Linked DNA regions of Zea mays: all the other regions are linked to region 1. A link is a contact called in public Hi-C data. All regions are on one chromosome and are shown on one strand. The core of a region is the stretch at or near the end of the contact, and the rest is flanking DNA. Distances in the headings are between cores, read along the strand shown. Region 1 holds the start of LOC100281414. Region 2 holds the start of LOC100194098. Region 3 holds the start of LOC100283847.

Region 1 (2,700 bases), core at 58-2,557:
ACTATCTAATACAATTATAACCGGTAACCATTACCGCTGCTAAGATATCCCATTACTATTCTATTAACAACGTCTGAACCAAACAACACCATATATCTCATCACCATGAAATTATAAAAAGAAGTTTTGTTGCCCTCGTTTTGGATGACCAAACAGCGAAAGGGCCTCTAGCTGAGTTGGTTAGGTGGTCTGAGTAGCACTCCTCAGGTCCTGGGTTCGATTCCCCGTGGGAGCGATTTTCAGGCTGTGGTTAAAAAAATCCCCTTGTCTGTGGGTTTTTCTCGACCTGTGTGAGAAGATCTTCTTTTTAATTCAATGCCCGAGGGCTGTCTTACCCCTCGCAGGTCGAGTTTTGGATGACCAAACAAAATACAATGTTAAGGGTTCGTTTGACATATCTCTAAGGTTCCAAGATCTATGTTGGCTCTACAAACTATGCACTAAATTAAAGTGATTTAAATATTTATATTTAATCTAAACTATAAATGAAAGGAGTCATGCAAATGCATAATCGACATATTTTTGCTAGAGCTAGAGTTTGTCAAATATGGCATAGTTTATGCCTGCTCTTTCCATTTTACTCTTATATATTTATTTACTAAATCGATTTATTTATATTTTATTTTTCTTTATACTCTTCTTCTAGTTACTGTTGTTCATTTTTTATTTACCAAATAAATTTATTAAAGAATAATATACTTAATTACTGAAGGAAAATCGCTCTATTTGATTTCAAAAATCTAAGCACACAGTATTACATCCATTAAAAAAATGCAATCCTAGTTTTAAACTAAGTCAAGATTGACAAGGTATATGAAATAGTACCGGCATTAATATATTCAAATACGTTATTATAAAAATACATCTCTTTAATTTATTGATGTTTATTACCTGTTACGAATGTGCATATTTTCTATATAGTTCGTTAAATTTAAGGTTGGTTGATTGATTGATTAAAAACAAGAATTATATGTACCTTGCATAATAGGTAAGATTAGTTAGGACCCAAACCCAACCATGGGCCAGGGGCTTAACGGAAAGAATTAACACAAATCACCTACTCCTATCCGAACGCTGGCTTAGCTTAGCGGGGAGAGAAAGCGTAGAGAGCAAGCCCCCAACCCCACTCCCCCACCGCCCGAGAGGCTCCAAAGTGGACAGCCCGCCCGTGCAGCTGGACCTGGACGAGGGAGAGAGAGAGAGAGAGAGAGAGAGAGAGAGAGAGAGGGGAGGGAGGGAGGGGAAAGACGGACAGCGCCATTGCTGCCATCGCATTCACAGCGCTACCGTCTGCGTCGCTTTCCTTTCCTCCCTTTCCCTCGCCGTACCACCACCCGCTCCTCTTCTCCGCCTCTGCCTCCTCCTGCAGAAGCCGCCGCACAAAACCCAAACCCTAACCGCCGCCCCTCCGAGGCGCGCCAGATCGGCGGCGGCGCCCACTGCTGCTGCTCCGGATCCAATGCAGCGGCTGCCGTAGCGCGGGAGCTGCCGATCTGAGGCGGCGGCGGCGGCGCTGGCGCAGGTGGGACAGGGATGTCGTCTGCGCCGGTGGCGGGGGCGGCGTTCGAGCGGTACCAGCAGCGCGGAGGTGGCGGCCCCGCGGCGGCCAACGGCAACACGGTGCGTGCGTTCGCGTGGTTCCTTGCGTGGGTACCGGGGGTCTGGTGCGGTTTGCGTATCCGGTGCTGATGAGCATCTCCCTCCCCTATTTCGCGTATCGCTGGGTGCCCGGTACCTTGCTTGTCAAGTTTGCATGGTTTGAGCTGCAAGGATGCGCTTCTCCACTGTGGTGTTGGTCTACACAAGTCGCTGCTTCTATTGCTATTAATAGAGCGGGTTGGACCTTGGTTAGATTGCGGTGCTGATGTGACGGACTGTAGAGTTTCCGCCCGCTTGGTCCTCGGTAGCTACATTTGAACGGATTGATGGTGATACTGGTGGATTGCTGGCAGTGCAGTTCAGATTCAGACTGCCTGTAGGCGAAATTTGCCATCAGGGTGCGCCAGAGATACAAATTAGAAGTGCATTCCTATAGTCTGTCGTGTTGGACTGTTGGCTGTACAATGGTGGGAAGAGTATTGTGGGTCTGATCTGCCTTGAGAACTTAGGGGTTTTGGCGGGCTGCTGAGATAAGTGACATTGCTTTTTTCCGCAAAAGAAAGTGATATTGATTAACATGGGGCAGGCTGTAAAGGAAGACCAGTCTAGGGTATTCGTGGTATGCAACATGGGGCAGAAACAGTAAAAACATGCTAGAGTATATCAAATATGGGAAACGAAGCAACTAGTGATATTGTGGTTGTGAGAAGCAACAATACAACGAGGGGAAGAATTTATGAGGCTGATATGGAGATATACACTTGCTGTAGCACAACCTGCCATCAACCATAAAAAATGTGTACATTCTTTGTGGATCAACATGGATGCTTCATGAAATTCAAAAAAGATTTGTCGATAATGGACCAACCCTGATACTTAACATCTTTTTATTTATTTCAGAAAAAAACACAGATGCATTGACCAATTGAAGCGAACCACTTCAGTTACTCCTAGTACCTTTTCATGCTTCCCACATTTAGGATACAGATGGGCATTTCCTGTTATCACTAGAGCTGAAATCAAATTACTTAACTGAGCAGGGCATTTTTTTATTGCTCCACACTACTTATACTGAATCGGCCTTTGGTTGTACATGATTGA
Region 2 (2,700 bases), core at 3-2,502, 620 kb before region 1:
GATGCTCCTGACAAGCATACGAATGTCCCCAACAGTGGAGAAAAAGTCAGCGAAGGGCAAAGTACAGATTGCAACGCCGGAAAGAGCAGTGCTTCGGTCTCTGCTTCTGGTTCCTCAGAGCCCCTGGCACCAACACAGATGGTGAATGGACAACCTGCTTCGGTAGACTCCCAGAAAGTGACCCAGAATGCCAATGGAGAGGATGGCACAAGAGCAACTTTGGTAGTTCAGAAGAGCCGGACAGGCGGCCTGATAGAAAAATGGGGTTCCTTCTTCAAGAACAACGACTAAGGCGAGGAAAGATAGACGATGACACCTTTGACAATACGTGTTCCGTTGTGTTCATAGTCATAGAATCGCCGTTGGCTGATGTCCAGCTTGATTGGTTTTACGTGTAAAATGGAAAGGAAACAGGTGATTTCAGGACGTTCGTGTGTATATAGAAGGAATTGTAGCGCCCCCATTGATTTATACCATCTCTCAACTTCCACTACTTTCGGTTGCGGTGAATTGGCAAGACCTTTGTTCTTACTAATGTGCTGTAGACTTGTAGCATAATTTGAAAGCTGATTATTTTGTAGTTTTTTAAATAGTAAAGGGTAATGTGCCTCTTAACGTAGAGTTGAATTCTTACACGAGCAATAGGGTCAATTTTTTAAATTGTATTTAATGTCCAAAAAAAATCATTGTAGTTTGTTTTGCGTAAATTTATGTGTGGTACTTCGTCTTGGACTTTGAGGTAGCAAACTGAAAGCGAAACGCCGGTGATGTACTGCCGCCCGCCTCGACGTCAAGAGGATGTGGAGTAGTCTATCTTCTCGCCGATACGAGTATACGGGGGCGGAGATCCTTTTTCTGGGGTCAGTGATTTTCTGGATATCTAATGAAAAAATAGTGTTAATAACAAGAGTTCTATACTGAAGATACTGATAATCCGATAAAATATTTGCTTGAGTATACGACGGTTGATCCAGGAGCAGGCTGGTGGGAATGGCCGAATGGGTTGTTTTGCTGCATTCTCTGGAAGACAATAATATGGGCTCGCTGATACGGTATACGACGGTTGACAACGGAAGACAATATAGTATGCCCATATTGTGCTTGGAATACTCGTATAACGTATACCGATCTACTGGGTTTGGACTTTGGACCGTTAGTCCCAATGGTGGGACCGGCCAATTTAACCCACAGGCCCCGGCCCTAGTGCCCCGCCCGCGCGGCTGTGCATTTGCCAGTGTTGTCCCTGCGATTCGAGTGGATGGGACCGGCCCATGCCCACCCAGACTAGCTGAGTCGCACCCGTCCATCTCCCTCGCCGCGTAAACCCCCCCCGGCTCGTTCGACTGCCGACTCGGCCGCGCTCGCCTCTGTTCAATCACCGGCGACGGAGGACGCCGAGGAGGCTCTTCGCCGCCGAGTCCATTTCTGCGAGATCCCCGCCGAGCAAGAAGCGCAGCACCGCGTCTGCCTGCACCAGCGGGTGGCCGGCCGCGTCTCCTTCCGAGTCCCGAGCGCCTGCCGCCAAACTTCTGACGAGTGTCAGTGACATCGGGTCGGGTTCGCTGGAGAACTGAGGGGGGCTTGCCGCCGACGCGATGAACGCCTCCGCAATCCCGTCCCCCGCAGGGGTACGGTATGGACCACTGCCCGCGCCCCTCTTCTCGTCCTTCCACTTCTGACGAGTGTCCGTTGATCTGCCCGTGTTTCTCCCGCCTTCTCATTGAATCGACGCCTTACAACGGAGGATCACCAGTTCGGAAGGACCGGACCGTGCTTCTACAGTTCTGCTATGCATGTCTGATCGATCGATCTCGCCGATGCAGGGAGGCCGGTTCTTCACGGGCTTCACCAAACTGTGCAAGGGCCTCGCCGTCATCATCTTCCTCGTCCACATTTTGGTCCACCTCTTCCCTTCAGCCGCCACCTATCTCACGCTGATACCAGCCAGGTACCCACTGTGATTCCTGAACCCTCAGGGTTAGCCGAGCTACCTGCTCTTCACTATTTGCCTGAGCCGCGATCAGTCATATCTAATCTGTACCCACATTCACTTACTGTTCAGTTTGTTTAATTGGAAAATCATTTTACTCACGTTTCCCTTCCGTTGTTGCTCAGTTGTGTTTAACTGAAATCAGAAAAAATAGTTTTCTGAACGTAATCTGCACTCCCGTTCAGTTATTGCCAATGCTGGGCAACTGCAATTTCATGCAGTGTACACACCGATTCGATTATTGGCCAGTTGCGTTTAATTTGAATTTTTACTAATTTGCATTTCTCTTTTGGTTACTGCTCAGTCGCCTTGAACTGAAATTAGAAATGAAAAAGGTTTCTAAACGGCAGTAGTTAATGCTTAATTCAAATATGATGTAAGTTTCACTTTCCATTTCCATTTCCACCTATGTTACACTGTTGGAAATGACCATATATAACTACCTCAATCTACATACTACGATCCTGACTGTACCATTTCTTCATAGTAGATTACATGAATAACTCTTTCCCAATTAACTAGAGGTGTTCTCTGTACAGGACAATCCCTTTTGCTTGGAACCTGATTACCGCTTGTTATATTGAGCAAACAATTCCAGGGGTATATTTCCTTAACACATCTCCAGTGGTCCAATATACCAATTCACCATTCTGTGGTTATGTTTGCTCTTCCTGCTGACCAAACATCAAAACAAAAGGTCAACTCTAAGC
Region 3 (2,700 bases), core at 29-2,528, 730 kb before region 1:
CGCGGTGTTCGTCATACGTTGAACGTGAGTTCATAGAGTGCCTAAAACAGGCGAGACGTTTGCTCTTTGGTATGCATGCACCCATTCGCCATTCTCCTCGAAAGGCTTTTGGTGATCCTTTTGAGGGAGCGCCGCCCTCCACGGACTTGACTTGCACATACTATCTAAGTTCTCGAATATTTATGGTTCGCTAGATCTTTTTAAACTAAATCGTGATAAATAAAAAAGAACGGAGTGATATCTTATAGTAGTAGTTGTTTTGAACGGAGGGAGGAGACATGTCCTCTTGATTCGTGCAATCGTGTTCGTGGGCGTGAAGGCAGGATGCGACGTCTCCGCCCAATCCACCTCCCCATTCTAACGGTATATCACCGCATTCTGCATCGAAGCACTGAACCTGAATTTCGTTCGTCGGCTAGTTACTGGCGTGAGAGAGTCAGCGACGATTAGTGTCAGCGCCGATCATGCTGTCCAGACCGACAACAGAAGAGGCTTCGACTCCGTTAGCTGGTGGGCTGCAGGAGAAACGGGCGAGTCGGCCCAAGACGGGGTCCTTCGGGCCTGCCTGAATGGAGTAAGAACTATAATGGTGGCGTGAGTCGGCCCAATTAATCTATAGCTGGCGTGAGTAGGGATGACAACGGCTAATTCCTCGCTGGGAATAGCTCTCCAATTCGGTCCCCGCGACGAAAAAAATAAATTCACAACAATGATTCCCATATTGTTTAAATTATAATTAAGACATAAGTTTTTTTGTTATTAATATTAAATATTGTCATTTATACATAATATCATAGGTAAGAAATCATTATGTATACATTAAAATAAACACATTTGTATAATTAGTGGTTTCTTGAAAGATAATTATTTATTTTTGTCGTCATAGTCACGTGCAAGGTTAATGGGTCCCCGCGGCCCGCGGGGAATGAGAATGGTGAATGATTCTCTGTCCCCATCCTGTTTATCCGTTGGGGGATACATTTTCTCTATTTATATCGCCGCGAGGTAAGTTTCCTCCCCATCTTCATCTCTAATGGAGGAATTTCTCGCAGAAAATTGGGGATCGGGTTCTATTGCCATCTCTATGCGTGAGCAAGGGTTCATCAAAGAACTCTGTAACAAATTCCTACGTACCTGAATAGAATCCCAAATTCCGATAAGCACACAAGGCCCTAGTACGTGACATGACAAAAATGACAAGCAATAATACACACGCCGCTCGCCGTAGTGACCTTTTGCTAGCTGGGGAAGTGGGGAGTAGGGAGGCGGGTCGGGACCTGGCAGTCGCGTCGACCTCCCCGCCGCGCCCACGGCACTCGCCACTCCACCCACCAGGCCAAGCACGCGGCGGCGACGCCAAAGCATCAGGGCACCAATGGTTGTGCTCCCCGCGGCCCCGCGGCCCCTACTCCTACAGTCCTAAATAATAGCCTTCCATTCCAATCTGTTCCCACAGTTCAGTCGCACACTCGGGCGGGTCAAATTCGACTCGGGAGGAACCAACCACCCGGAAATTCCCCCCTCCTCCAGTCTCCACTTGATCGGCGAGGCGCTGCGGCCGCGGGCGAATGGCGTCGGAGGCGGAGTCGCCCGTGGTGATCCACGCGTGGTCGGCGCCGCGCTCCCTCAGCACCAGCCTCATGTACTCCTTCGCCCAGGTCTGCTCCTCCTCCTCCTCTCCTCGTCCTCCTCCTCCTCCTCCTCTGCTCTGTTCGCGCCTCAGCTCATCATGCGGCGGGAGAGGGGATATCACAAACGGATGGGGACCCGTTCCAGTGCACGCTCGCTCGCTCAGCTGCAACGCGAGCATTCGCGGCGTTCCGACGAGGGCTGGACGGCTGGTGCTAGGCGGTAGTCGGTACGGTAGGGGGCCTATGCGATGCGCGTGCTCATCACAAGGAAACTGTTGTCGTCCAGTGTCACTCTGAGTGCGCCTTGCGCCCATTTTTTTTTTTCTTCATGTGCGCTAACTTTAACTTGGCAACTGATTTTCGATTTCTGTTTCCTGTATGTATGGCTCCAGAGGGACGACATGGAGGTGCTTGACGAGCCTCTCTACGCAAATTTCCTGCGTGCCACAGGCGTCGACAGGCCCTACCGGCAGGAGCTCCTGTCCAAAATGGTGAGATTCGGCACCATGCTTAACTTGCAGTTCGAATTTCCCGGAACTACGGCTTGTTTCAACTAGTGAGGTGGTTGGCAGACGGGGAACTAATTTTTTGGTGGCCAGTTTCAAGCCTTCAGGCTGCAATGCCGCTTTCATACCCTTTTCTGGCCTCAAACAGATGTCTGCCTCTAGGACCACATTTAGGTGGATATTTCTTGCTGTTTCAGTTAATCCTGACAAATTCTATATAGAAAATACTATCATGTAGTACCATAATCCTGCACGCCTCTTTTTTTTGGCCAGAGCAGAGCATTCGAGAAAATGATGCTTTGCGTTCCTTTTGTATGATTTGAGTCATTTGGGGGATATTTCTGGTGCAGGACCCTGATGGAAATAAGGTTGTCAAGGAGGTGATTTTTGGCCCAGGGGACAAAAAGTATCGTTACTGCAAGGTATTATTTCAGAAACTTATTGCACAGCTTTGTGAAATGATAAGTTTTATTTATATATGATAACCTCCTTTCTTTTCTTTGAATAGCACATCTCAAAGCAACATCTCCCAAATCTGTCAAGCGACCTCATGAAGAAGGGAA

The links. A called contact is a pair of places that touch in the nucleus more often than the background predicts.
Region 2: a Hi-C map of leaf mesophyll shows a contact between it and region 1, with 3 times the contacts expected there. The contact joins the promoter of LOC100194098 here to the promoter of LOC100281414 in region 1. A contact is called at or near these places in 5 of 25 Hi-C or Micro-C datasets (endosperm, leaf, leaf mesophyll and 1 more).
Region 3: a Hi-C map of ear shows a contact between it and region 1, with 2.6 times the contacts expected there. The contact joins the promoter of LOC100283847 here to the promoter of LOC100281414 in region 1. A contact is called at or near these places in 2 of 25 Hi-C or Micro-C datasets (ear and tassel).

Annotation. Positions count from the first base shown.
Region 1 is chr1:61,843,219-61,845,918 of Zm-B73-REFERENCE-NAM-5.0, reverse strand. LOC100281414 reads left to right here and starts at 1,307. Exons shown (of 22, transcript NM_001154332.2): 1 at 1,307-1,620. The coding sequence starts at 1,534.
Region 2 is chr1:62,467,296-62,469,995 of Zm-B73-REFERENCE-NAM-5.0, reverse strand. LOC100194098 reads left to right here and starts at 1,252. Exons shown (of 8, transcript NM_001401391.1): 1 at 1,252-1,628; 2 at 1,824-1,948; 3 at 2,530-2,590. The coding sequence starts at 1,596. It overlaps LOC100274107 (alpha/beta-Hydrolases superfamily protein), which reads left to right. Exons shown (of 14, transcript NM_001415957.1): 14 at 1-671. The coding sequence ends at 291.
Region 3 is chr1:62,570,359-62,573,058 of Zm-B73-REFERENCE-NAM-5.0, reverse strand. LOC100283847 reads left to right here and starts at 1,278. Exons shown (of 19, transcript NR_182002.1): 1 at 1,278-1,658; 2 at 2,024-2,122; 3 at 2,488-2,559; 4 at 2,646-2,700.